Linked DNA regions of Cricetulus griseus: all the other regions are linked to region 2. A link is a contact called in public Hi-C data. All regions are on one chromosome and are shown on one strand. Each heading gives the region's core, a stretch centred on a gene start, on an enhancer-like site or on the middle of the called end of the contact. The rest is flanking DNA. Distances are from core to core; before and after follow the strand shown.

The links. A called contact is a pair of places that touch in the nucleus more often than the background predicts.
Region 1: a contact with region 2 is called in a Hi-C map of the CHO-K1 cell line, with 4 times the contacts expected there. The contact joins two enhancer-like sites. A contact is called at or near these places in 4 of 8 Hi-C or Micro-C datasets (the CHK-Q cell line, the CHO-K1 cell line and liver).
Region 3: a Hi-C map of fibroblasts shows a contact between it and region 2, with 4 times the contacts expected there. The contact joins two enhancer-like sites. A contact is called at or near these places in 4 of 8 Hi-C or Micro-C datasets (the CHL-YN cell line, the CHO-K1 cell line and fibroblasts).

What each region holds. Positions count from the first base shown.
Region 1 is chr4:167,718,369-167,722,200 of CriGri-PICRH-1.0, forward strand. Peak1 (inactive tyrosine-protein kinase PEAK1) reads right to left here. Exons shown (of 7, transcript XM_027415020.2): 7 at 1-3,832. The coding sequence ends at 3,295. Among named protein-coding and RNA genes, the nearest start is that of Tspan3, 48 kb to the left of the region's middle. Within about 2 kb of position 1,328, at least 2 of the 6 cell types and tissues checked have open chromatin away from gene starts, as enhancers often do. A contact at or near this core is called in the CHO-K1 cell line, where this site is marked.
Region 2 is chr4:168,057,743-168,061,738 of CriGri-PICRH-1.0, forward strand. No RefSeq gene overlaps it. Among named protein-coding and RNA genes, the nearest start is that of Lingo1, 72 kb to the right of the region's middle. Within about 2 kb of position 1,324, at least 6 of the 6 cell types and tissues checked have open chromatin away from gene starts, as enhancers often do. A contact at or near this core is called in the CHO-K1 cell line and fibroblasts, where this site is marked.
Region 3 is chr4:167,788,462-167,792,394 of CriGri-PICRH-1.0, forward strand. All of the region lies in intron 3 of Peak1 (inactive tyrosine-protein kinase PEAK1), which reads right to left. Among named protein-coding and RNA genes, the nearest start is that of Tspan3, 120 kb to the left of the region's middle. Within about 2 kb of position 1,535, at least 1 of the 6 cell types and tissues checked has open chromatin away from gene starts, as enhancers often do. A contact at or near this core is called in fibroblasts, where this site is marked.

The DNA.
Region 1 (3,832 bases), core at 78-2,577, 340 kb before region 2:
ACAAATCCTGAAACCCACTGCCATCGCTTTGCCTTCCAATCTAACTCTGCTTTGGGGTTGGTGGTTTTCATGAATCGCATGCTGTTTTCCCACAGGTTTTGTTGCTCGTTTGCTCATTTAACTGCTGTCTCTTATGGTGAACTTTTGCACACTCTGTGGGTGTACACATCCCCAAAGGGCTCTCCTCTGTGGCACAGGAGGCTGCTGGTAGCCTAGGCCTTTCCAGGAAATAATTCTTCTTCCCATGGCTAGATGACTATGCTAACAAGGCACTCTGAGAGACATTTACTCTGGCCTGCTATAGCCACAGCTCTGTTTCTCTAGCACCCACATGTGCTGAGATTGCTCATGTGGCTAAAGGAAAAGCTCCAATAGGGGCTCAGTTGTTCAAACTCTTAACATAATGGAAGAATCTATGGCATAGACTTTAATAGAACAGAAAAAAAAAATCTGGTCAATGCAGCTGTTACTTGTGAAAACTTCAAGCACTACGCTAGTGACACTCCAGAATTCATAATATATGTATATATAAAAGGTGTGTGTGTGTGTGTGTGTGTGTGTGTGTGTGTGTGTGTGTGTGTGTGGCTGCAGAGGGTAGGGTTTCCTTCTAGTCAATGAATGGATTAAAATCGGAATATAAAGTATCTGTGGTAAAGTTATATTGACTGGATTTCATTATTTTGAGACATTCTCAGAGGACCACCCCCTTCCTGCCTAGAAATACAGTTCTCGTCTCTGTGCTGACCAAACCTAGGACACGCTCTTCCCTCCCCCTCACATTCTGCAGCCATCCCCCAGAGACAAGTCACACAGCCACCGTCTCCGGGAAGCCCGAGGCTCTTCTCTTGTTAGCTGGCTTTCATTTTTGCCCTTCACTAGTGTGGACAGTAAGAGACACATGGAAGGAAGAGCGCTCAGTTTAGCAGTGTGGTCAGACAGTGGTAGTGGAAGTGTGCGTGTGTGTTCTCCCGCATCGTGAAAGAAGGCTGGATCCAAGGTAACGGAAAAAAAAGAAAAAAAAAAAAAAAGAAAAACAAAAGGAAAGAAACCACTACTGACAGAACAAACAGAGGGGACTAGGGAATACTCTGCATTAAATATGTAACCTCATCAAATAGTCAACATTCAGATTTACACGGGAAGGCACCATGAGAGCGACATTGAGAAGGTATGTCTCCATTTGCAAACATTGTGGGAAGTGAAGGGCTGTGCCAGCTGATGTGGTCCATGGTCTTTATGCTGCCAGTTCAGTGCATAATTAGGCAGGGAGTTATGTGCACATGGGCTACGTAAGAGGAATCAAACCCCAGCCTGCCAGGCGTGATGCAGCCATGACTCATGGCTGCCCAACTCCATGGTCATGCTATCTAGAAGAGACAAGACTCTCTGTGAGCCAACTAGCCCTCTTTCCTGGGAGTTCGGAGTCCTAGCCAGGAACACAAGGCCATTCTCCATATGCAGCCTCACACGTATTATTCTCTTTAAAAATGCATAATAAAATACATTCACCTTTTTCGATCCTCTTTGATAAGGGTGAATCACATGAAAGGCTGTTAAAAATGTTAAGTCTAGAAATTTCCAAGGCCACTAAGGTGCCACCCAAGTAATACTGCACAATCAGTCTTGGCTTTAAGACAACCCTGCGCTGGTGGATTAGGGGCTCCCCGGGGTTCTGCACTGGCAGGGTATAGAGAACATGTCTGTCAACCCTGCCACAGGTTGCTTCCCTGGAGGCCTGGCCCCTATCTCCAGCATGTGCGTGCACACAGGCACACATGTGTATACGCTCACCATTCAAGTGACTCTTGGGATTTCAAGGTTGAAGTAAACAGATACTCACAGTTTTGAATAAAACAAGTGCATGAGCATACAAACACACACAGGTGGAAAGAACACTTGCTTCTTAGCGCAAGTATGTGCCACGGGAAGTAAGGTTTCTGTAGTTCTCACTCAGGTAAAGTTGCAACATAAACACTGTAATATACAGATTAAAAATACATACAAAAATTGCACATAATTATGGGAGAGCACAGGTCCCACGGGAACAGCTCTCAGCCATCCACTGCAGCCATCAGCCTTCCTGTGAGCTGAGCTCCAGGGCCACTGCAAAGTCTTAGGAGCACTCACTCTGGGAGGCAGTCTTTCTGAAAGAGACTGGCATCCTTAGGAGCAGGTCAGCCATCTTAGTGGCCTTCCCCTCCTCCCTTGTCTTCTGGCCATTCAACTAGCCAGCTTTGAGGTGCTTTCTGAGGCGATGTTAATGCTAAGTGGACAGCCATTTCAATTCAGAGATGTTGTCTACAGCATTTGGCAGGGTAGTTAATACTGGCTACTGATGGAAGGGAGGTGGCCAGTTACTGCTTGTGGGGGAAACTGACTCAGGCACCACCAGCCCGGCTGCCCTGCTGATCGGTCTGACAGTGGTCAAGAACAGTACTTTAAAGTCTGTTCCCTGAGGGCCCCTGGAGGATTGCACACACAAGGACATTATTTCCTCATGTCCTGCCAACTATTCATAAAATCTGAACTGCATTCCATCCTGCTGAGGCACTGGTGACACCACCTTTGGTCAGCTCTGGAATGGGCCACAGACTTCAGCAGGCTGGGACAGAGTAAAGGTAAAGGACAGCCAAGCAGTGGCAGTGGGGTTACGGCTGTCAGGCTGCTCTCTGTGCAGGGTACCTTTACTGAGAACAAAAAATGGAAATGGACGACCCATGATCCAACAGACAGGAATCTCTCCTCCCCCTTCACCTTATACCAGAACAAAGGCTTGTCTGTTGCCAGTAACTAAAACTAAGCAAAATGGCATGTCCTCCTGGGAAAGAGGCAGTTATTGATACTCTAAGGAAGAGGAAGCTGCTGTGTGAGCATTACTGGATGACAGCTGATATTGGTGACATGCACTGCTAGCTAGTTAGGAGAGGCAAGCGTCAGAGTTATGGAAGAGGTGGACACTGCTTACTAAGTTCACTCCACTGGAGCTGGTCCTTCATGAATGTGCATTTCATTTTTGACCCCGTATTTGTGGGGCTATTCAGATGACAAATGTTCCAAGGGAAGGTGATTGCACGGTTGTGCAGTTGAATTTCTGTACAGTAAGGAGACATTCGGCTTCTCACTGTGCAAAGCTGTGGATGACCTTGCTGAATGGCTCCCTCTGCTCGCGGACGAGGACGGCAAATTAGCGTCTCTCCTTTCCTTGAATTCTGAGTGAGAGCACTAGGACAGGGACATGAGGGCGACATGAAGAAGGTGGAAATATTTAATAAGAAGAACAATGTCCAGGCCACATTAACGGTGTTGCAGGATTTTTACAATATAACTCAGGGAGTCTGTAGTGGCAAAAGCCAGATATTGAGCACAAAGCCAATCCTCGAGGCTGATTCCCCCCTCTCTGTCCAGGGACTTCTCAGCAAACTTGATCATCAGCAGTGTGCGCTTGATGTCCAACCAGTTTTGGAGCAAGGCGTTCTTCTGTACTAGGGTTGTAGAGGTGGTGAAGGTTTGGAAGAGATCTTCCCGGGGGCCCCAGAGCAGACACTGGAGGATGCCTTTGGCGTCAGAAATGAGGATGCGTTCAGAAGGGTTGGGATTTAGGAGACAGCTAGCAAGCTGCTGCAGGCCCCAAGAGTATGGGGAGCGGAGAGGGATTCGAGGCAGATCTGTGCGTGTGTACTCCTTCTCCTTCAGCTCTGGGTTCTCATCAAAAGGGTTGGGCAGGTGTAGCATCTCATAGATGAGGATGCCTGTCTGGAATTCATCACACTTTTTATACTGGGTGGCTGTGATAATCTCTGGGGCAAGGCGGGACTGGTCTCGGAGGATCTGG
Region 2 (3,996 bases), core at 74-2,573:
GGTGTCAGGTATCTTGGAACTGGAGTTAAAGACAGCTGTGAGCTACTGGTGGTGGGTGCTGGGAATTGAATCTGGGTTCTCTAGGAAGAACAGCCAGTGCTCTTAACCACTAAGCCATCTCTGCAGCCCCAATTTTTATGCTCTTAACGAGGGACCCTTCCATGTGTATGACTTAAGTGTTGATGAGTTTTAATAAGGGACAAGATTATTTGCATCATTCTGTAGACAAGAGATGGAAGTAGAAAGGTCTGGGAGGAGCCAAGGCTTCCGAGCACTGCTTTCTGCGTGTGTGCCCTAAGTCTTTCTCAACTATCTGCCCTCTCCTGGATCTGAGCAACTAGGAGGGCTGGCATGCTGGGACTCAGGCTGGAGTCTGGTGTGGACCTGTGCTGGGTCAAGCAAGCTTCCCCAGCCCTAGCTCCTCAACAACCTCTTGAATTCTAGAGACCCAGGGACACTGTAATCCTGAAAGTAAGATCAGTTGTGAGGACCTTACAAATGTGGAGGGGACTCTCTCTCTGTCCTCTTCCCTGCTGGTAATACCTGCCCTGGGTCAAAACAGTACTCAAGATCTCCCCCCCCACACACACATACACCATGCGTGTCCTAGTCTCTTCCTGGGCTTTTGGCTGCTTGCTCACTCCTCACCCCCAAGCCTGCAAAGCCTTGGATCTGCTGCTCTCCTCAGCATCTGGTTCCTCCTCAGGATGCAATGCTTGCTGTTGCCCCTAGCAACTGAGTTCCAGGCCCAGACTGAACCTCCTCCCCTCTCCTCTGGACTTCTGCTTTCTTCTTCCTCCCTTCCCCCAACCTTGGAGCCAGTGCCCAGACCCAGAACTCCCTCAAAAGATCAAGTACCAGCTGGGTGATCCAGCCAAGGTCTCTGACCTCCCTGGCTTGCTAGGTGACCGATGAACATGGTCAGTACTCTACTGGCCTAGCAGATTTGGAACTAGGCAAGCAGGAGACTGACTGCTGGAGGTATCGGGGTGCACTACACTTTCAAGTGGAGCTCTCTGCACACCCCAGGCCCAGAATCAGCACCCAGAGAGAAGGGAGTTGATTCCAGAGGTAAAGAGAGATATTTGAGAGAGTGAGCTCCCAGGGCTGGAGGTATGCAAGAGGAGGCTTTACAATGATGGTGGTGGTATGGCCCAGGGCAGTAAGACCCACAGCCCTAACCTGCCTGGCTGTCTCTCTTAGCTATAGTTATTTTCTTTTCTGTCCCCATAGCTCCCTTTTTCTCCACTCTGTCCCCTCCCAGAGGCTCCACACATCCCAGTGGAGTCCCAGAGAAGATAGCATTAGGGAGAGGCTCTTGGAGAAAATGACATCATCGACCTTGACCTAAGGGCAAGTCCAATGCTGGGCACAGGGAGACATAGCAGGGCTCTGCAAGGCAGTGGACACCCAACCCAGTGCTTTCCTGCCCAGCAACTTTATCTTGAGACACACACAGCTACCCTGAAGCCCTGTTCCACTCTCCACCCTCAGGTCTCCTGAATGGCCCATGGTGTCCAGCTGTATCTGTGTCCCCCTCCTCAACTTCCTCACACTCTTGCCTAGGCCTCTACGCCCCCTGTTCCTCCCCTGGGGAATGCTCTTCTCTGCTTCTCACTAGGATTCAGCTGAGAGGTGTCTCCTCCAGGAAGCCTTCCTTGACTGCCCAGGTTGCCTGGGGTGTGCCTCTGCTAGTTTCTTGTCCCACGCTGGCTGTCTGGCAACTTTCTCACCCTGCTCAGGAGTCACAGCTTGTTTACAGTTTTCTCCTGAGGGCACCTGGAAGGTCCTCAGGCCAGGAATTTTGTGTCTAGTGTTTGCTAACAAAAACTAAACAGGAAGACTAGCTTAACAACACCCTGCCTCTCTCTGGATCTGTTTTCCCATCTGGAATGTGAGGGAGCTGGGCCAGGGCCTGTGGTTCCTATTAAATAGCAAGGGTGACCAACTCTGGGCTGTTAGCAGGGTCAGAAGACTGTCTGACTCAGCTTCCTGTCCAAGTCCCAGAACTGAGCAATGGGATCTTGAACAGTGACAAGTAGAAACTATGGGGTCTGGAACAGCCTGAGACAGCCAGCCCTGGGCTCTGGGGTCCCTGGGACTCTGCTGCCCTCCAGTGGCTGGAGGCCCCTGGGCACTTAGAATCCTTAGTTTCGGGCTATCCACAGATATCTAAAGTAATAAGGAGTGGCAGGAGCATGTTGCTGTCACTCAGAAAATTAGGAGCAGTTACTAGAGCAGAACTTGGGTATCCCAGGCCCCAATACTTCCAGTCTCTGGATGGGGTACTGTTCTTTTGCAAGAGTCAAGCCTGGGGATGGTCCCTGCACCTGTCAACCTACCTCAACTTTGGTGACACTTGCCATGTGGTAGCCCATCTCTGCGGGTCATTCTCAGCAGAATCTCTGCTGACCCTTTGTGAAGTGCTCTATGATACCTGCTCAGGGGTCCTTCCAGATTCAGAAAACAGTACTGGGGGTTAGAAGGGTGCCTTAGTCCCCTCCCTCCTTAATTAATCAAATACTTAAAATAATGGTGGTGGTCATGATTGATGGACAGAGCATAGCTAATTACCCTGGAGATTAAAATGACTGTTTCTGTTTAAAAAGGCTGCAAATGAGTTAATTATTTCCTTTGCTCACCTCTCTAACCTTGTTACACTTCTAAATGAATAGCAATATTGATCTTGGAACTGATTTTGGTGTTCCACCGCCCGAGCGGGTTTAATTAGGGTTTGAGAACGCTGCAGTGCCTCCTCCTCTGACCGGGGAAATTAGCCTTGGGTTTTACTTACATTTCATAGCCGTGTCCTCCACACAGACAGAAGGGCTGCAGCAAGGCAAGCGACGCCTGCCAGATTGCCGGCTTGGCGCTGCCCTGGCTCCCAGCTCTTCTCTGTCCGGAGAGTTTTGCACTGACCCTTGCCTGTGATCTCTTGCAAGATTCGGCAGGAAGGCCCTTGGGAGCGGCTCATTTTTTCGTCTCCTCTGTCACACCTGCAGGCCTGCAGGCTTGGATGTGATAGCGAAGGGCCCAGTATCACGGGGTGAGGAGGGGGCAGGCCAGGGACCTGGAGCTGTCAGGTTTTCACAGCTCTGGACCTTGATGGCAACCAAGCTGAATAAACAGTTCTCTGTACCTGCTCAGCTCTTCACAAGCCTAAGACCCCCGGTGTCCTCCATTGTCACCTCAGGCTCCCTCCAAGTCTCTGCTCCTCCGTGTGCTGCCAGAGCAAAGGCTACCAGCCCAGAGCAGGAGACCAGCATGCTAACCCTGGATTAATTACTGGCAGATGGGTGACCTTGAGCTAGTCAGATGACCTTGAGCTAGTCTGGCATCCCTCCTCCGAATCTGACCATCTGTTTCATGTCACTTCCTGTCACCTCCCCCAGCATGAGCCTTCAAGGGCACACAGGTGGGAGCTGGGCACTAAGGGGGTGGAGAGTGATCAGGACAGACATGCTGCAGGTACACAGGACTGGAGTCTATTCATGAAACCGGCTCCATCTTATTTGAAATGAAGCCCTCCGCTCCCCTGTGCCCCTTTGCCATGGCTCCTTCACTGCCCCAACCGCAGCTCTCTCCTCTCCTTCCCATGTTTGATGTCTCTAGCTAAAGAATTACCACAGAGGCCATCTGCAACCTAGAGATGCCACAGAGAGCGGAGGGTATGGGCAGGGAATAAATAAGCCTGCCTTCCGTGCTTCCTACTCCTCCTCTTCTGCCACCATGCCTCTGGCCCTGTGCTGTACTGTTCCCCCCCTCTCCTTCACAGCTATACCCCTCTTCTGAACCTTAAGAGATGGATTTTTTAAAAAAAGAACAAAATCATTTATTTGCAGAAAAATGGTTGGGACCAGAAGTCATGATAAGTGAAATAAGCTTGACTCAAAAAGACAAAAGACAGTATTATACACTTTCTCTTCTTTGTAGCATCTCTCTCTCTCTCTCTCTCTCTGTGTGTGTGTGTGTGTGTGTGTGTGTGTGTGTGTGTGT
Region 3 (3,933 bases), core at 285-2,784, 270 kb before region 2:
GATTTGCTAAAAGCACTAAAAACTGAGCAGCAGGTTAGATAAGGAGGCAGCAAGGCACAGACAAAACCATGGAGAAGGTACCTTGAGGCGAGTTTATTGTCTGACACACAGCAATCAATGACAAACCTTAATCATCTCCCACAGAAAATAAGGAAATGATAGAGAAAATTTGTTCCTTGAAAAATCAACTCAAAGAAGAAACTAACTGAAAAAGTCTAAATATGATCCCTTTGGAGAATTTAGGGATTATGATAAAATGCATGATTTAGGAATGCCTCTTCAAAGTTGAAGGCAACATACACTGCCTTCTAAAATGAGCCTAGAAGACAGAATTTTGAGATACTGGTGCTTGTTTATGATTTATGACAATGGTTCTTGCTTAAAATGAAAGTATTACCCCAAAGAATCCTTAGGAGAGGGCAAGCCAATAATAGAAACAACAAAATTTGCAGTTACAGAGCAGAAAACCTCTCTAGTGGCAAAGGCAATTTTTATTTTACTATTTTCCTTGGGCTCTTGCTTAAAAATCAAGAAGTAGAGTTTATACAACATTCAAGAAGAATTTAATTAGTTGGAATGTAATTAAAAGTAAAATGACATGAACATTTTCATGATGAGGTTTCTATGCAATGATTGAATAATCTTTAAAAATTCCATTACTATGGTTTAATAATTTCTGATAGGCCTATTGCTTTAAAAGTTTTGGTCATATTAGGCAATTTAAATGAAAAATATTTTGGGATAGTATTCAGCATATGAGCAGGTTTTTGTAAGAATCTCATGTTCTGGGGCTGGAGAGATAGGTCAGCAGTTAAGAGCACTGGTTGCTCACCGAGATGATACTGGTTTGATTCCTAGTGTCCACACATCAGCTCACACCATATGTAACTCCGGCCCCAGGAGATCTGACTCCTTCTTACCTCTGCCGGCACCGGGCAAAAACAAAAACCCCCCACAAGTTAAAAAAAAAAATCCCCACATACACAAAATTAAATGAAAACATATTTAAGAAAAAACCCTCATATTTTGAAATAAAACACAGTAAGACAAGATATCAAACCCAATCATAAATCTTAGTTCAAACACAAAAAGGAATCTTGCTGGGAAATAGACCCCTGACTCAGTGAAGGGAAACCAATGACTTATGACAACACAAGTGGACCAGTCAACTTCCAAACTACTATGATATACAATCTATTACATAACTCTGATAAGTACAATTGATTAATGCTCCATAAATCTACAAAGGAAGGAAGGGAGGAAGGAAGGAAGGAGGGAGAGAGCAAGCATGATGCCCCGTGAACACAGCGGGCATGACTGATTTAATGTGAAGAGTGCTGAGCACACTACCCACTATGAGGGCACAGCCAGCTCTAACCAGAAGACTGCATTAATATTAAAGCTTTGTCTGATTTGAAACAACACAAAAGTCAAAAATAAATACCAACTCTGACAAAAAGCAGATGAATCAGATGTATATGGGGAACAGTGTGGACTAAATGTGACATTTAACACAGTTGTGGTTGGAGATCCAACGCCTGTTTCTGCAACTCTGAATTAGTCATTCATGCCTTTGGCTAAATGTCAGGCTACTTCCAAGGTGCCTGTAATTCCTTGGAAAGAGGCCATGAATATATTAAGATAAAAATGGACACTGAATTAACTTTTCTCTGATGATAAAATAAAATAGTGAAAAGACAAGATTCAGAATATGATATATTCCTTGCAGTACTTCCAACCTAGAAAGAGATAGGACCAATCATTTCTTCTTGGGGAGGAAAAAAGAAAGAAAAAAAATAATGATGCTTGGAAATAGAGAAGCAATAGAATTAAGAAATAAAGCTTATCAAATTATATAATAAAACCTGGGGTTACTATAGACACCTTAAAGTGTGACAGTGATAAAACCTCTTTGAAGAATGTGTTCTTGGCACTGCCAGAGAAGCTAGTAAGCAAGGGAGACCCTAAGAGAGACATACATGGTCCCCTGGAGAAGGGGAAAGGGACAAGATCTCCTGAGCAAACTGGGGGCACGGGAAGAGGTGGGAGGGAACTAGGAGAATGAGAAGTGGAGGAGGACATGATGGAGCAGAAAGTTGAGTCAGGGGAAGAATAGAAGATAACAAGAATGGAGATACCATAACAGAGGGAGACATTTTAGGTTTACAGAGAAATCAGGCACTAGGGAAATGTCTGGAGATCTACAAAAATGACAACAGCTAACAATCTAAGCAACAGAGGAGAGGCTACCTTAAATGTCCTCCCCTGATAATGAGATTGATGACTGACTTATATGTCATCCTATAGTCTTCATCCAGCAGCTGGTGGAAGTAGAAGCAGACACCCACAGCTAAACATTGAACTGAACTGGAATCCAGTTGCAGAGAAGGATGAGTGAAGAGAAAAGGGGTCCAGAGCAGGCTGGTGAAACCCACAGAAACAGCTGACCTGAACATTGGGGAAATCTTATTCCCCAGACTGATAGCTGGGATACCAGCACGGGACTGATCCAGACCCCAGGAACATGGGTTTCAGTGAGGAAACCTCAGAAATCTATGGGACCTCCTGTAGTAGTTCAGTACTTATCCGTAGCATAGGTGTGGACTCTGGGAGCCCATTCCACATAGAGGAATACTAACTGAACCAAGACACACAGGGTGGGCCTAGGCCCTAAAGGATACAATAGACTCTGACAACACCCTATGGAAGGCCTCACCATCCAGGGGGAGCAGAAAGGATATGTGATAGGTAGGGTTTTAGTTGGGTGGTGGTAGGGGAGGAGGGGAGAGGGAACTGGGATTGTCATGTAAAACAATCTTGTTTCTAATTCAAATAAAAAAAATCTGCAATAAATAAATAAATACATAAAAGAATGTGTTCTTGGACCCAGAGATCATGATGTTTAAGAAGACAGGGGGGTGGGCAGACACAGGCAACAACTATCCCATGTTCTCTTGTGGTGGTTTGGATGAGAATGTGTCCAAGAGGCTTAGATGTTTGAACACACAGTTCTTAGTTGCTGGAGCTATGGGGTAGTGATTAGGAAGTCTGGCCTTGCTGACAGAAGTATATCTCTGGGATGGGGGTGGGGGTTTGAGATTTTTAAATCCTCAAGCCACTTCCAGCTTGCCCCCCTCTCTGCTTCATGCTTGCTGCCCCACTGCCCCGCTATCATGGACTCTAACCCCCGGGAACCATAAGCCCAAATAAACTCATTTCCTTAATTTGCCTTGGTCATGGTGTTTTATCACAGCAACAGAAAAGTAATTAATACATCTCTCATAGGTAGGATCTCCACAACAATGAAAAGACTTGAGAGGAGAAGAGGGACTATTTGGCAAGAAGAAGGAGACTAGAGTAGGGGAGAAAGGTATGACAATTAAAGCAACATGGATACTAAAAGATTTCAAAAGGCAGCACAAATAAATTGATTCTTTTTCCTTTCTACCCCTCCCTCCATTTTTTTTATTGGAAATAGATTTTTTTCATACAAAATACTCTGATTATGGTTAACTCTCTCCCAACTCCTCTGAGATCTTCTCTGCTTCTCCCCCATCCAAATCCACACCAATTCTCTCATCAGAAAACAAACATCTAAAGAATAAAAACAACAAAATAAAAGACAAACACAAGAAACACATATAGACACAGAGATGTTCATACACATAAGAGTCTCATAAAAACAAGGAACCAGAAGCACACACGCACGCACGCACGCACGCACGCACGCACGCACACACAAAGGAACTGGAAGTTTCAAGAAAGAAAGAAAGAAAGAAAGAAAGAAAGAAAGAAAGAAAGAAAGAAAGAAAGAAAGAAAGAAAACAGAAAAAAAAGCCCCTAGAAAGCATGGTAAGACAAAGAACCCCCAAAGATGTCATTGAGTTGGTTTTGTATTGGCTTCCTCTCACTGGGCATGGGGCCTGCTCTTAA